Linked DNA regions of Sus scrofa: region 2 is linked to region 1. The links are chromatin contacts, called in public HiChIP or PLAC-seq maps. All regions are on one chromosome and are shown on one strand. Each heading gives the region's core, a stretch centred on a gene start, on an enhancer-like site or on the middle of the called end of the contact. The rest is flanking DNA. Distances are from core to core; before and after follow the strand shown.

Region 1 (5,446 bases), core at 1,628-4,127:
ATGGAAGAACAGTGTGGAGGGTAAGGGGATCTAGGAAAGAGTCAGAAAAGAGGGTGTGGAGTTCCCTGATGGCCTAGTGGTTAAGGATCTGGTGTTGTCACTTGGGTCACTGCTGCGTTGCCGGTTCAATCCCTAGCCCAGGAACTTCTACATGCCAAGAAAAAAGGGGGGGGAGTCAAACTTAAGGATCAAAGAACAAATAAATACAATAGATTATGTTAAGAAATGGAGGGTGAAAAGAAGGACATTTTTAAAATAAAAAACTAGTGAAAAAGGGAGTTCCTGTCGTGGCTCAGTGGTTAACGAACCCGGCTGTGGCACAGGCTGGCAGCTACAGCTCCAATTTGACCCCTAGCTTGGGAGCTTCCATATGCTGCACCCATGTGCCTAAAAAGACAAAACAAAACAAAAAAACTAGTGAAAAAGGTGAAAAAGATTTAAGAGGCATATAGATAAGGTGAGCAGAGAAGATCCAAAAGACATGTAACAGGAGACCCAGAAGACAAAAACAAACCAACATAATTAGGAAACAAACATATGCTAAAAACCGTAATTCAAGAAAACTCTTAAAATTAAAAAAAGCTACCTATTGAAAGGGTGTGTCATGATGTACCCAGGAAAACTGGCTGGGAAGAAGCAACACTGCAATATACTCTACTGGAATTACTCTATAAAGAAGAGAATAATCCTGTGGGCATTTAGGCAAGAAATGTAAAAACTGTACACGTCAGAACTTGGGGTTATCGTTCCCTTGAGCCTTTCTAAGCAGTGGGCTGAGGGAGCCCTCAGGGTGGTCCCTGAGCCTCCATGACCACACAGAGACCAGACCCTCAGTGTCCCAATGCATGCCCACACAGGGGACATGCATGGCTGCTCAAGAACGATACTGCTGCAAAGATCAGGTGTATTAAATCTGAAAGGTGAAGTACACATTTTCTGAACAGGCTGAGAGATCTTAGATGGGTGACAGTTTTTACTGATTACCTAGATGGTGACAAGGACAAGGACAGGGGTCAGACTGTTTTGAACTGATTTGGTTTTTCGATTTGATTTTGGAAAAATGTACTTTTTTAAAAAAAACCATGACTACAAAATAAAACCAATTTTTAAAAAATAATCCTTCTTAACTAACAATAAAGTGGGGCAAATGTGTCTAAGTGATTACCCTCAGCTGGCATGGACCCAAAGGAGCAGGACCCACTTCAGAGATCTGGTGGGATGTCTAAGACCCAACCCAAACCCTTCACCCTACATCTGCTGGTCGTCTGCTGGTAGCAGGGCTACTGTCATTATTCTGAAACTAAGTTTTTTTTTTTGTCTTTTTAGGACTGCGCCTGCAAGATACAGAAGTTCCCAGGCTAGGGGTTGAATCGGAGCTGCAGCTGCAGCCTATTCCACAGCCACAGCAACGCTGGATCTGAGCCACATCTGTGACCTACACTGCAGCTCGCAGCAATGCCAGATCCTTAACCCACTGAGCAAGGCCAGGGATCGAACCCAGGTCGTCATGGATACTAGTTGGGTTGGTAACCCATTGAGCCACAATGAGAACTCCTAGAACTGACATTATTAAGTGCCTCTCTCCTGGTGTCACTGTGCCTGGGGTTTCACGGAGGAGCAGAGAATGAAGCAGAGATTCTGCAGCTGTGAACCTGAATAGAGAACTTGCATGAGTCATGATGAATTTTACATTTAAAAAAACAACTTATTTCCCAGCTCTGTCCACTGAAAAGGCCCAGCAACACAGACAGACACAGGGGCCACCAGGACTCCAGGACCCAGAGAGAGGCCTTGAGAAGCCTTTTCCCCTTTTTGAACACTGGAAAGGAGTGATTTTAGGAATGACTGTTAACTTTCAGAGGAGTGTTACACTGGTGTGGTGATTACGTTTTCAAAGACTCATCTGGATGTTTTAGAGATGTACTGAAATACTGGCTAGAAAGTGATGCTATGTCTGGGGTTTGTATCAGGGCATGGTTTGGGTGGTGGGAGGTGGGTGGGAGTTTGGATGAAGCAGAATTGGTTGAGAGGTGACAACACTGGGGCTGTGTGATGGGTCCTTTTCTGACTCCTTTGCATGTGTTTGAAGTTCTGCAAGGCGGAGTGCAAAGAAAAAGCTGCTGATGAAATCCTGACCTCATCTAACTCTTTTGCGCTTTGCAGCACAGTCTTTGTTTTTGTGAGCTGAAGGCATCACCAGAAGGTGCACAGGGACAGGGAAGGAGAAGGCAAGGAAAGCACGGGGAGGGGGGCAGCGGTTGTAGCAACTGTTTCCTCCAAAAGTGCGCCCCAGTCTCAAGGATGGGCTGTGGCCGATTGATTTGCAGCCTCTTCTGCAGTAACTCCTCTCGCCTGGGCATGCGCACCAGGCCCCTCCTGACAGTTTACCCCACTGTCACCCCCTGCGCATGTGAACACTGAGCTTCCAGGTTAGGGAACAAGTCCTGCTGGAAGGTGGCTGACTGAGTATTTGAAGCCAGGTCTGTATGACACCTAAGGACTGCACTACTGGGTAGGATGTTCCATTAGGGCCCGTAGACACCTAGTCACCTGGCAAACTGAAAACACCACACCAGACTTATAAATCAGAATCTTAAGAAATCACAAGTGATCTTTGGAACACAAGTGATTTAGAGGGAAGTTGAGGTTCCGTGTTGTGGGCAAGGGGGCATGAATGGATGGTCTGAGCAACAGGGCCTCACCAAGGTCCCTGTCCTGGGGGTGGGGTGGGGGGATGTCGGGATGCTGAGGAGCCTGAGGCCCAAGGGGGTGTGAGCCGAGCTCAGAGCCCATGTTACAGACACACAGGATGTGGAGCAGAGTTCAGTCGGTGTGTTCGACAACGGGCTCCCTCACTCCTGATTGCACAACCGGCTGGCCGTGGTCACCCTGGCAGGCGCGGCTGTAATTAACACTGATGTCTCCACAGCCAAACCAAACAGTCCCTGGGGCGGGAGGCGGGGGGCTGGGCCGGCAGCAGAGGCAGAGGCTGGTCAGGGTCCTGCCTCCCCACCTCCCGCTGGAGCTCCTGGGTGGTCCTCTTCCCCCTCTCTGGGTGCTCCTGACTCCTGGGCCTCCTTCTCCTCCCCCCCAACCCCGGTCCATCCTCCATGGGCGGTCTGCTCCCCAGACTGCTGCTCCCCTCCCTGGGGATCTCTCACCAACCTCAGCAGATCTGACCTGGGCAGGAGGGTCCATCCCCTCCCTGGCTGAGGGCAGCTGGGAGGCATAGACACTGTCGACCCCTCCCACTGCCTCTCAGGCCAGTGAGGCACAGGGTCCACTCTGTGTGCCACACACGATTTGATCAAACAGCAGGCCCTTGTAAAGGCCACTGGTGTCCTCAACTCCCACTTCAGGAATGACAGCGACAGGGAAACCTGGGTAGGTACAACACAGCTCAAGGCACGGCTCCCCCATGGCCATCTGCATCCTCACAGCAACTGAAGTCAACCAGCTGGTCCACATCTGGGGCCCCTAGATTGCACCTGGGTGACACCTCCAGGTGACACTGGGATGATTGATGGCTACTGGGAGGCGCTGAGGGCCAGAACCCACCTCTGATCCTGCCCTGGGCCCTGGCCTGCTCACCCAGGCCCACTGGAGATCAGGCAGCAGCTAGAGGCCGGGTTTCTTTTCACACTAAGGATGAAAGATGTATGCAAAACAGAGCGGGCCTGTTGAAGGCTCCTGGCCACATCCACAGGAACGTAAAGATGCTGCAGGCCTGACATCCAGCCCCCAGGGACACACTGCCCTGAGGAGACCGGACCCCAAGAGGAAACGCCCAGGACTGCCTCCCTGGCTGGTGACTTTCCATTTGAAACCAGTGAATGGAGCATGGCCCACCTGTCTCCCTGAAACCTGCAGCTGCTGGCCATTGCAGAAGGCACCGCGGCCCCTCTGGCCCGTGTACAGCCGCTCCTCTGTGCAGTGGTAGATCACCCCGAACTCCAGCTGCAGACGGGCAGAAAACAGAGAACATGACATGGTGCTGGAAGCCTTGAAGCTCTAGGTGCCACCAAGGCAAGGACCATGGGATGGGGGTCAGCTTCCACGGGGAGCCCCAAACCATCATTGGATTCAAAACTAAATCCCAACCCATCCCTGGGATTCAAAATTACACCCAAACCAGCATGAGGATTCAACACTGAACCCAAATCAGCATCCAGATTAAAAACTAGACCCAAACCAGTGCTGCGATCCAAAACTAGACCCCAAAGCAGCCCTGGGATTCAAAACTAAACCGCAAACCAGCGTCAGTATTCAAAATTGGTCCAGAACATGCAAGCAAATGTTCTTCTCTTAAATGACTATATTTAAAGATACGTTTAGGAGTTCCTGTCGTGGCACAGTGGTTAATGAATCCGACTAGGAACCATGAGGTTGCGGGTTCGATCCCTGCCCTTGCTCAGTGGGTTAACGATCCGGTGTTGCCGTGAGCTATGGTGTAGGTTGCGGACGCAGCTGGGATCCCGCGTTGCTGTGGCTCTGGCGTAGGCCGGTGGCTATAGCGCCGATTCGACCCCTAGTCTGGGAACCTCCATATGCTGCGGGAGCAGCCCTAGAAAAGGCGAAAAGACAAAATAAATAAATAAATAAAGATATGTTTAAACAATAAAACTATACTGAACATTGACATCACAATCAAGCATCAGTGAATGAAAGTTTCTGAAAAAGCTTCATTCTTCAGAAAGGCCTCTTGTTTTTTCCCGGGAGGGTAAAAAAGGCTCTTATGATTCGAATCAAACCCCACAAGAAACTCTCAAAATTGCTGATATGGGAAGCATTCAGAATGCATCTTAAGAACCAAGAGCATCACGGGGTCTGGGGCAGCCCAGGAAGTACAGTGATTCGCCAGAGGGGCTGGCCCCTCACTGTGTACATGCAGACACCCCTCCCCACCTGACTGTGGCTCCAGGCTGCAGCCCCCCAACAGGAACAAGCAAAGAGGAGGTGAGCTGGGGAAACAACTCCACACACCCGGTACCCCTGCTGCCTTTCCTTCCTGACTCCCCACTATTCAGGGCACCGATGTCAGACAGCAAGCCTGGGTCGGCCAAGGGACAGAGAACAGGAGAGTCCCCCAGAGGCCAAAGGGACATCTGGGCCAGCAGGTAAAGGGTTCACAGCTGGGAGGACCCCAGTCAGACTCCCCCCCCAGAGCCCATACCTCCCAGCAGCCCAGCTGTTCCCCTTCCCACGACCCTGCCTTCAAGGGCTTCCCAAAGCCTGGTCCGTCCTAGAGCCAGGCAGCATCTGCCAGCAGGAGTTGGGGGGGGTGCCTGCTCCCCATGACCAGGGCTTCCACCATGAAGCTGTGCCACCTTGCCCATCCTTGCCCCCAAGGGCCTGTCCCAGGCCACAGCCTGGTGGTCAGGGACCCTGTCACCTGTGTGCACATCACCCCAGAGCTTATTGCTCAGTGATCACACTTAAAAGAGAA
Region 2 (6,220 bases), core at 2,711-5,210, 42 kb after region 1:
ATTGTGGTCAACTATGCTTAAAACTTCACATCTTGCCAATTTTTAAAATACCATATTTTTTTTTTGTCTTTTTGTCTTTTTTTAGGGCCGCACCCGCAGAATATGGAGGCTCCCAGGCTAGGGGTCTAATTGGAGCTGTTGCTGCTGGCCTACACCACAACCACAGCAACGTGGGATCCAAGCTGCATCTGTGACCTACAATACAAAAAATACTATTTTTTAAGAGCAGTTTTAGGTTCACAGCAAAACAGCATGAATTTCAAAGATTTCCCACATAACCCTTGCACCCACAGAGCACAGCGCCCCCCCCATCAACATCCTCCACCAGGCGATGTTACACTTGATGACCCTGTGTTGATGCATAATAATCACCCAAAGTCCATAGTTTATATTTTAGGTGCACTCCTGGTGTTTATGTTTGGGGCAGGGGTTCTAACCCTGTGTAATGATGCTCTCCACTCGTCATAGTATCATACAGAGTATTTTCACTGCCCTCAAAACCTCCTGTGCTCCTCCTGGTCATCCGACCTCTCCTCCCCAACCTCTAACAACCACTCATCTTTTTACCTTTTCCAGAATATAGAATTCATAACATTAAAAAAGGTTCACAGTATTTAGCCTTTCAGACTGGCTTCTTTCACTAATACTATGCATTTAAGGTTCTTCTCATGTCTCTTCATGGCTTGATAGCGCATTTCCTTTTAGTGCTAAGTAATATTCCACTGTCAGGAGGACCTACAGTTTATCCATTCACCTACCAAAGGACATCTTGGTTGCTTTCACGTTTTGGCAATTATGAATCAAGCTGCTATAAACATCTGTGTGCAGGTTTTTTTTAAAATTCATTGACAGCGTATAGTTGATTTACAATGTGTTAATTTCTGCTGTACAGCAAAATGACTCAGTTATATATATTCTTTTGCATTATGGTTTATCACAGGGTTGTGTGCAGGTTTTTGGGTAGATGTAAATTTTCAGCTCCTTTGGGTAAATGCCAAGGAACCGTACTGCTGGATTGTATGGAAGGAGTATACTTAGTTTTGCAAGAAGCCTCCAAACTGTCTTCCAAAATAACTGCTCCATTTTGCATTCCCACCAGCCACGTATGAGAGTTCCTGTTGCTCCACATCCTCACCTGCCTTTGGTGGTGTTAGTGTCTGGATTTTGGCTCTTCTAACAGGTGTGCAGATTATCTTGTTTTAATTTCCGTTTTCCTGATGACAGTGATGTGGACCATCCTGTCATGCGCTTCTTTGCTGATATGCTTGTTTGAGGAGGTGTCTGTTAAGGGCTTTGGCTCATTTTCAATTGAATTTTAATTCTTAAATTAGAATTTTTTCCCCAGAGATGTTGAGGTATAATCAATGAATAAAGTTTTATATATTGGAGTTCCTGTTGTGGTGCAGCAGAAACAAATCCAACTAGGAACCGTGAGGTTGTGGGTTCGATCCCTGGCCTCGCTCAGTGGGTTAAGGATCTGGAGTTGCCATGAGCTGTGGTGTGGATCAAAGACGCAGCTCACATCTGGCGTTGCTGTGGCCGTGGTGTACAGTAGCAGCTGCAGCTCTGATTGGACCCCTAGCCTGGGAACCTCCATATGCTGTGGGTGTGGCCTTAAAAAGCAAAAAAAAAAAAAAAAGAATTGTATATTGAAAATGTGTAAGATGATGCTTTGATATACGTGTACATTGTGACATGGTTACAAGTAAGCTAATTAACATATCTTTTTTTTTTTTTTTTTTTTTGTCTTTTTGCCATTTCTTGGTTGCTCCAGCGGCATATGGAGGTTCCCAGGCTAGGGGTCAAATCGGAGCTGTAGCCGCCGGCCTACGCCAGAGCCACAGCAATGCAAGATCCGAGCCACGTCTGCGACCTACATCACAGCTCACGGCAACGCTAGATCCTTAACCCACTGAGCAAGGCCAGGGATCGAACCCGCAACCTCATGGTTCCTAGTTGGATTCGTTAACCACTGCACCACGACGGGAACTCCTAATTAACATATCTTGCTTCACATAGTTACAAAGTTACCTTTTATGTGATGAGGACACCTAAGACCTGCTGCCTTGCTTTTGTCCATTTTTTAATCAGGTTGTTTGTTTTCTTAGCTTTTTTCCCCTCTTACTGAGTTTTAAGAGTTCTTTGCATATGTCGGATACCAGTCCTTTATTAGCTGTGTCTTATGCAGATATTTTTCTTTTCCTTAGAACCCTCTTACCCATTTCTAAGTGTATGTTTCAGTGATGTTGAGCATATTCATGCTGTTGTGCAGTCAGTCTCTAGATCTTTTCCATCTTGCAAAGCAGAAACTGTCCCCTTAAAGAAGCAGCTGTCCCCCAGCCCCTGGCAACCACCGTGCCCTTTCTATCTCTATGAACCTGACTACTGTTGCTTATTTCACTGAGCATAATGTCCTCAAGGTTCATCCATGCATGGCCTGGGGCAGCTTCTTTCCTATTTTAAGGGCTGAATAATAGCCCATTGCCCTCAGGTGTTTCCATCACATTTTGTTTACCCTTTGTTCATCCGTCAATGGACACTTGGTTGCCTCCCCCTTTTGGCTGTTGTGAATCGTGCTGCTGTGGACTTGGGTGTTGCAGATAACGTCTTTGAGGTCCTGCTTTCAGTATGTTTGGGTACGTTTGGGTATGTACCCAAAAGTGGGATTGCAGGATCATATCGTAGTTCTGATTTTAATTTTGGGGGAACCACTGTACTCTTTCCCACCGTGGCTTCACCAGTTTACATTCCTACCAGCCGTGCACCAGGGTTCCCATTTTTCTACATCCTCACCAATACTTGTTATTTTCTGTGTTTTGATAATGATTATCCTGTCCGTTTTGTTTTGAGTGACTTGCCTGAGGTGACACCCTGGGAGGTGACAGCCCAGCTGGGGTTTAGGGGAGAATGTAGGGGCTCCAGGCATTTCACTGTCCTTCCCTTTAGAGGAAAATGTCATCTCCCCAGAGGCTCAGGGAAGGTTGTCATCACTTCCTCTGACCAGAGGGCTGCTGGGCTTCTCTTTTTCCAGGTCCCACTGGGGCTGGTGAGCAGGTGCTTCTGGGCACCTGTTTGCTAGGCTCCTGACTGATCAGGGGAACAAGAACACTTCTGTCCCTTTTCCTGTGGCATATGGAAGGTCCCAGGCCAGGGATCGAATCTGAGCTGCATCTGTGCCCTATGCAGCTGTGGCAACGCTGGCTCCTTAACCCCCTGCACCAGGCCAGGGATCAAACCCACATTTCCATAGTAACCAGAGCTGCTGCAGTTGGATTCCTAACCCACTGTGCCACAGCAGGAACTCTCTGTTGAGCATTTGAAGACAGATAATGGCTGAAAGAGTGATGCTGTGTATGTTTGTAATTCTAAATGCTCAGGAAGGTAAGACTAAGTCATTAAGTCCACACACATTGAGCACCTACTGTTTGTGGGCACGAGAGGGGAGCATGGAGAGAATGGGGCTTGGCTCCTGTCCAGGGAGTGGGGAGAGAGCCCAGTGCCATGAGAACTGTGGGTGTGGCCGGTACACACAGTTCAGAGAAAGGGAGCACGACCTTTGCCCTGCCTTGCCTCCACTGTGTGCACTGCAGCCTGGTGTTTTCTGCTCTGTTTAAATCTGTTTAAATGTTTAAATTAAATCCTATTAATTCTTAATGTTTTAAAGTTAAATTTTATATTTTCATTGAAGTGTTTTATTTTTAAAAATTTGGGTCACAAACCACCAAAGTGATTTCATAAACCAGTGATGGGTCTCTTCTAGCTTTTTGAAAATTTCCAGGATGGTAGACATTGCTGAGCTGTTGTGTGGTGGTGTGGTCTGTGGTGTCAGGATAAGAAGTGTGTGTGATAGAAATTGCATGCCGGGGTTCAGGCAGGGGCTCGCCAGGGCCTCTTCCCTGCAGATGGGCCAGGACGGTCCTAGAAGCATATCCGCCTTCTGATCCCAGGCTTTGAGCTGCGGGAGCCTGTGTGGCTTTCCTGCTGGGTTAATACTTGATAAGCTTCATAAACTTGCAGATTGAACTTGGAGAGTGAAAACAAGAATGATTTATTACTTTTGTTTCTGAGCCCAAACCTGCCAACGTAAAGGAAAGCTTCTAACATGGACAGAATTATTCATTATTAGTCACAAGAAGGCAACACACAGAAGAGTGTTTGTTTATCACAACCTCTCACTTCCTTGTTTTGCGGGTTATTAATCACAAGAAGGCAACACACAGAAGAGTGTTTGTTTATCACAACCTCTCCTTCGTGGGTAGGTCTCTCTGGGGGCTGTTCTGAGAAGGGACCAGTCTTGGGAAGGACCCACTTTCTCGTTGGTCACAGTGAGAGCCTGGATGTGGAGGGACGGTGGCACTTGGTGGTTCAGGCTGTGTGTCTGGGGGATCTTAAGACACTGGCCTATTTATTGTGATTGAGATGAAATTGAAGGTTTGCTTTCAGTGAGGGAAGGGTCTGGGGGCTTCGGGAGTGGAGTGTTAGGCAGCTCAACGCGATGAATGAGTGGAGGGTCAGGGTCAGCCCGGGTCACGGGCCTCCTTCCGGGATCCCGATCCCCTGGGTTCCACTGACCGAGGCTGCAAGGTTGACACTAATCTCGTCCTGGCAAACCTGTCTTCCACGGGTGAAATAAAACCCATATCTGTGGCAGGATGAGAAAACCTTAGACCTAAAATATTTCTCTGCCTGTTCGGGCCTCCTGCTTTCCTTTAGTGGTAGTCATGTGTCTGCATTAACCAGATCTCCTTCAGGCATCACCTTCTTTCTTGATCTTTTAAGTGACCCCCGACCCACTCTCGCTTTGAGGGCACGGGTCTGCTGTGTAGATTGTGAATAACACTTCATTTGACACAAAGTCTTTGTCTCAGAAATGAAAGGCTGTCTCCCAGGTTGGCTCCATTTCTTTCTTAGATGGACTTGGTTGGGTTGTCCATTGACAGTGAAAGACTTATTTTTTAAAAAAAAGACACTTTGGGAGTTCCCGTCGTGGCTCAGTGGTTAATGAATCCGACTAGGAACCATGAGGTTGCGGGTTTGATCCCTGGCCTTGCTCAGTGGGTTAAGGATCCATTGTTGCTGTGGTGTAGGTTGCAGATGCGGCTCAGATCTGGCGTTGCTGTGGCTCTGGCGTAGGCCAGCTGCTACAGCTCTGATTCGACCCCTAGCCTGGGAATCTCCGTATGCCACGGGAGCGGCCCAAAAAATGGCAAAAAGACAAAAAATAAAATAAAGGCACTTTGTGGACTTTTCTGTTGCTCTCCCTGCGTCAGTGGAGGCGGGTGCTGCAACCTGGGAAGGGTAGGGGGCTCGTGGGAGGTTGTTGAGATGCAGTGTCTCTGCCGGTGACCCAGGTAAAGGATGAGGTACCGAGAGGACCAGGGCTCTGGTGACCCCCCAAGGCTTTGGGTCCTGCTATTCCATCAGCTGCAGGGCAGGGACTGGCTGCCTGTGGTCTTGGGCCCTGAGATTGGCGCCTGGCCTGGCCCCCCCTCCCTTGGTGGGGCGGTGGGGTGCACTCTGGCTAGGCAGTTGAGACGGTGCTGGGGACACGACTTGGGTGGGTTATATAAAGCAGGCTCTGAAAGGAGAAGAAAAGTATTTCCAAGACTTCAGCAAAAAGGCTTCTGTTTGAGGATTTGGTGTCAAGTTCTCAGATATGGTCTTCACTCTGATGAGGAGTTCTGTTTTTTTTTAATGATTGCACAATACCAGATTCACGTGGTGTTAGGGTTTTCTCAAGAAACAGTGTAACAGTAACCACACCTGCTGCTGCCCCCCATCCCGAGTCCTCTGGCCAGTGGCTCCTGTAGGGCATTTTCCATTTCTTTATGGAAGGGAGGACTGGACACCTGAGGGGAGGGCCAGGCTCCGTGACCTCTGGGCTGTGTGCCCTGGCCCTTATCTAAGCTGACTGCCAGGCAGTGGGGGCACTGGGGGAGCTGGTCCCCCCTCTTCTGGGTTCATTTTTGTCCCACCCTTCCTGGCTGCAGGCTGCCCACCTGTCCCCCTGCTCCATTTTGGTCCCAGGGCATGGAGGGCAGTTTAACTTGTACTTCAGGTTTTCCAATGGGAAACTGGAACCTGGAGAGTGCAGGCTCCACACAGCCCCAGGGTGGGGCTCCCATCCCTCCCAGTCCTGTGGGCGGAGGACCATCAGGTTCTAGAAGTTTCAGCTGCTGCCTGGCCTTCCCTTTCAGGACTTTAGGGGGTTCAAGGCCCT

The links. HiChIP or PLAC-seq counts read pairs in DNA pulled down with a chosen protein or histone mark.
Region 2: a contact with region 1 is called in an H3K27ac HiChIP or PLAC-seq map of alveolar macrophages. The contact joins two enhancer-like sites. A contact is called at or near these places in 1 of 5 promoter capture datasets (liver), 12 of 47 Hi-C or Micro-C datasets (adipose tissue, alveolar macrophages, blood and 6 more) and 2 of 2 datasets of contacts at active chromatin or transcription factors (alveolar macrophages and skeletal muscle).

The regions. Positions count from the first base shown.
Region 1 is chr6:97,285,839-97,291,284 of Sscrofa11.1, forward strand. It overlaps IMPA2 (inositol monophosphatase 2), which reads right to left. Exons shown (of 8, transcript XM_021096044.1): 5 at 3,828-3,957. Among named protein-coding and RNA genes, the nearest start is that of CIDEA, 21 kb to the left of the region's middle. Within about 2 kb of position 2,878, at least 17 of the 83 cell types and tissues checked have an H3K27ac peak or open chromatin away from gene starts, as enhancers often do. A contact at or near this core is called in alveolar macrophages, where this site is marked.
Region 2 is chr6:97,326,516-97,332,735 of Sscrofa11.1, forward strand. All of the region lies in intron 1 of MPPE1 (metallophosphoesterase 1), which reads left to right. Among named protein-coding and RNA genes, the nearest start is that of MPPE1, 5.0 kb to the left of the region's middle. Within about 2 kb of position 3,961, at least 13 of the 83 cell types and tissues checked have an H3K27ac peak or open chromatin away from gene starts, as enhancers often do. A contact at or near this core is called in alveolar macrophages, where this site is marked.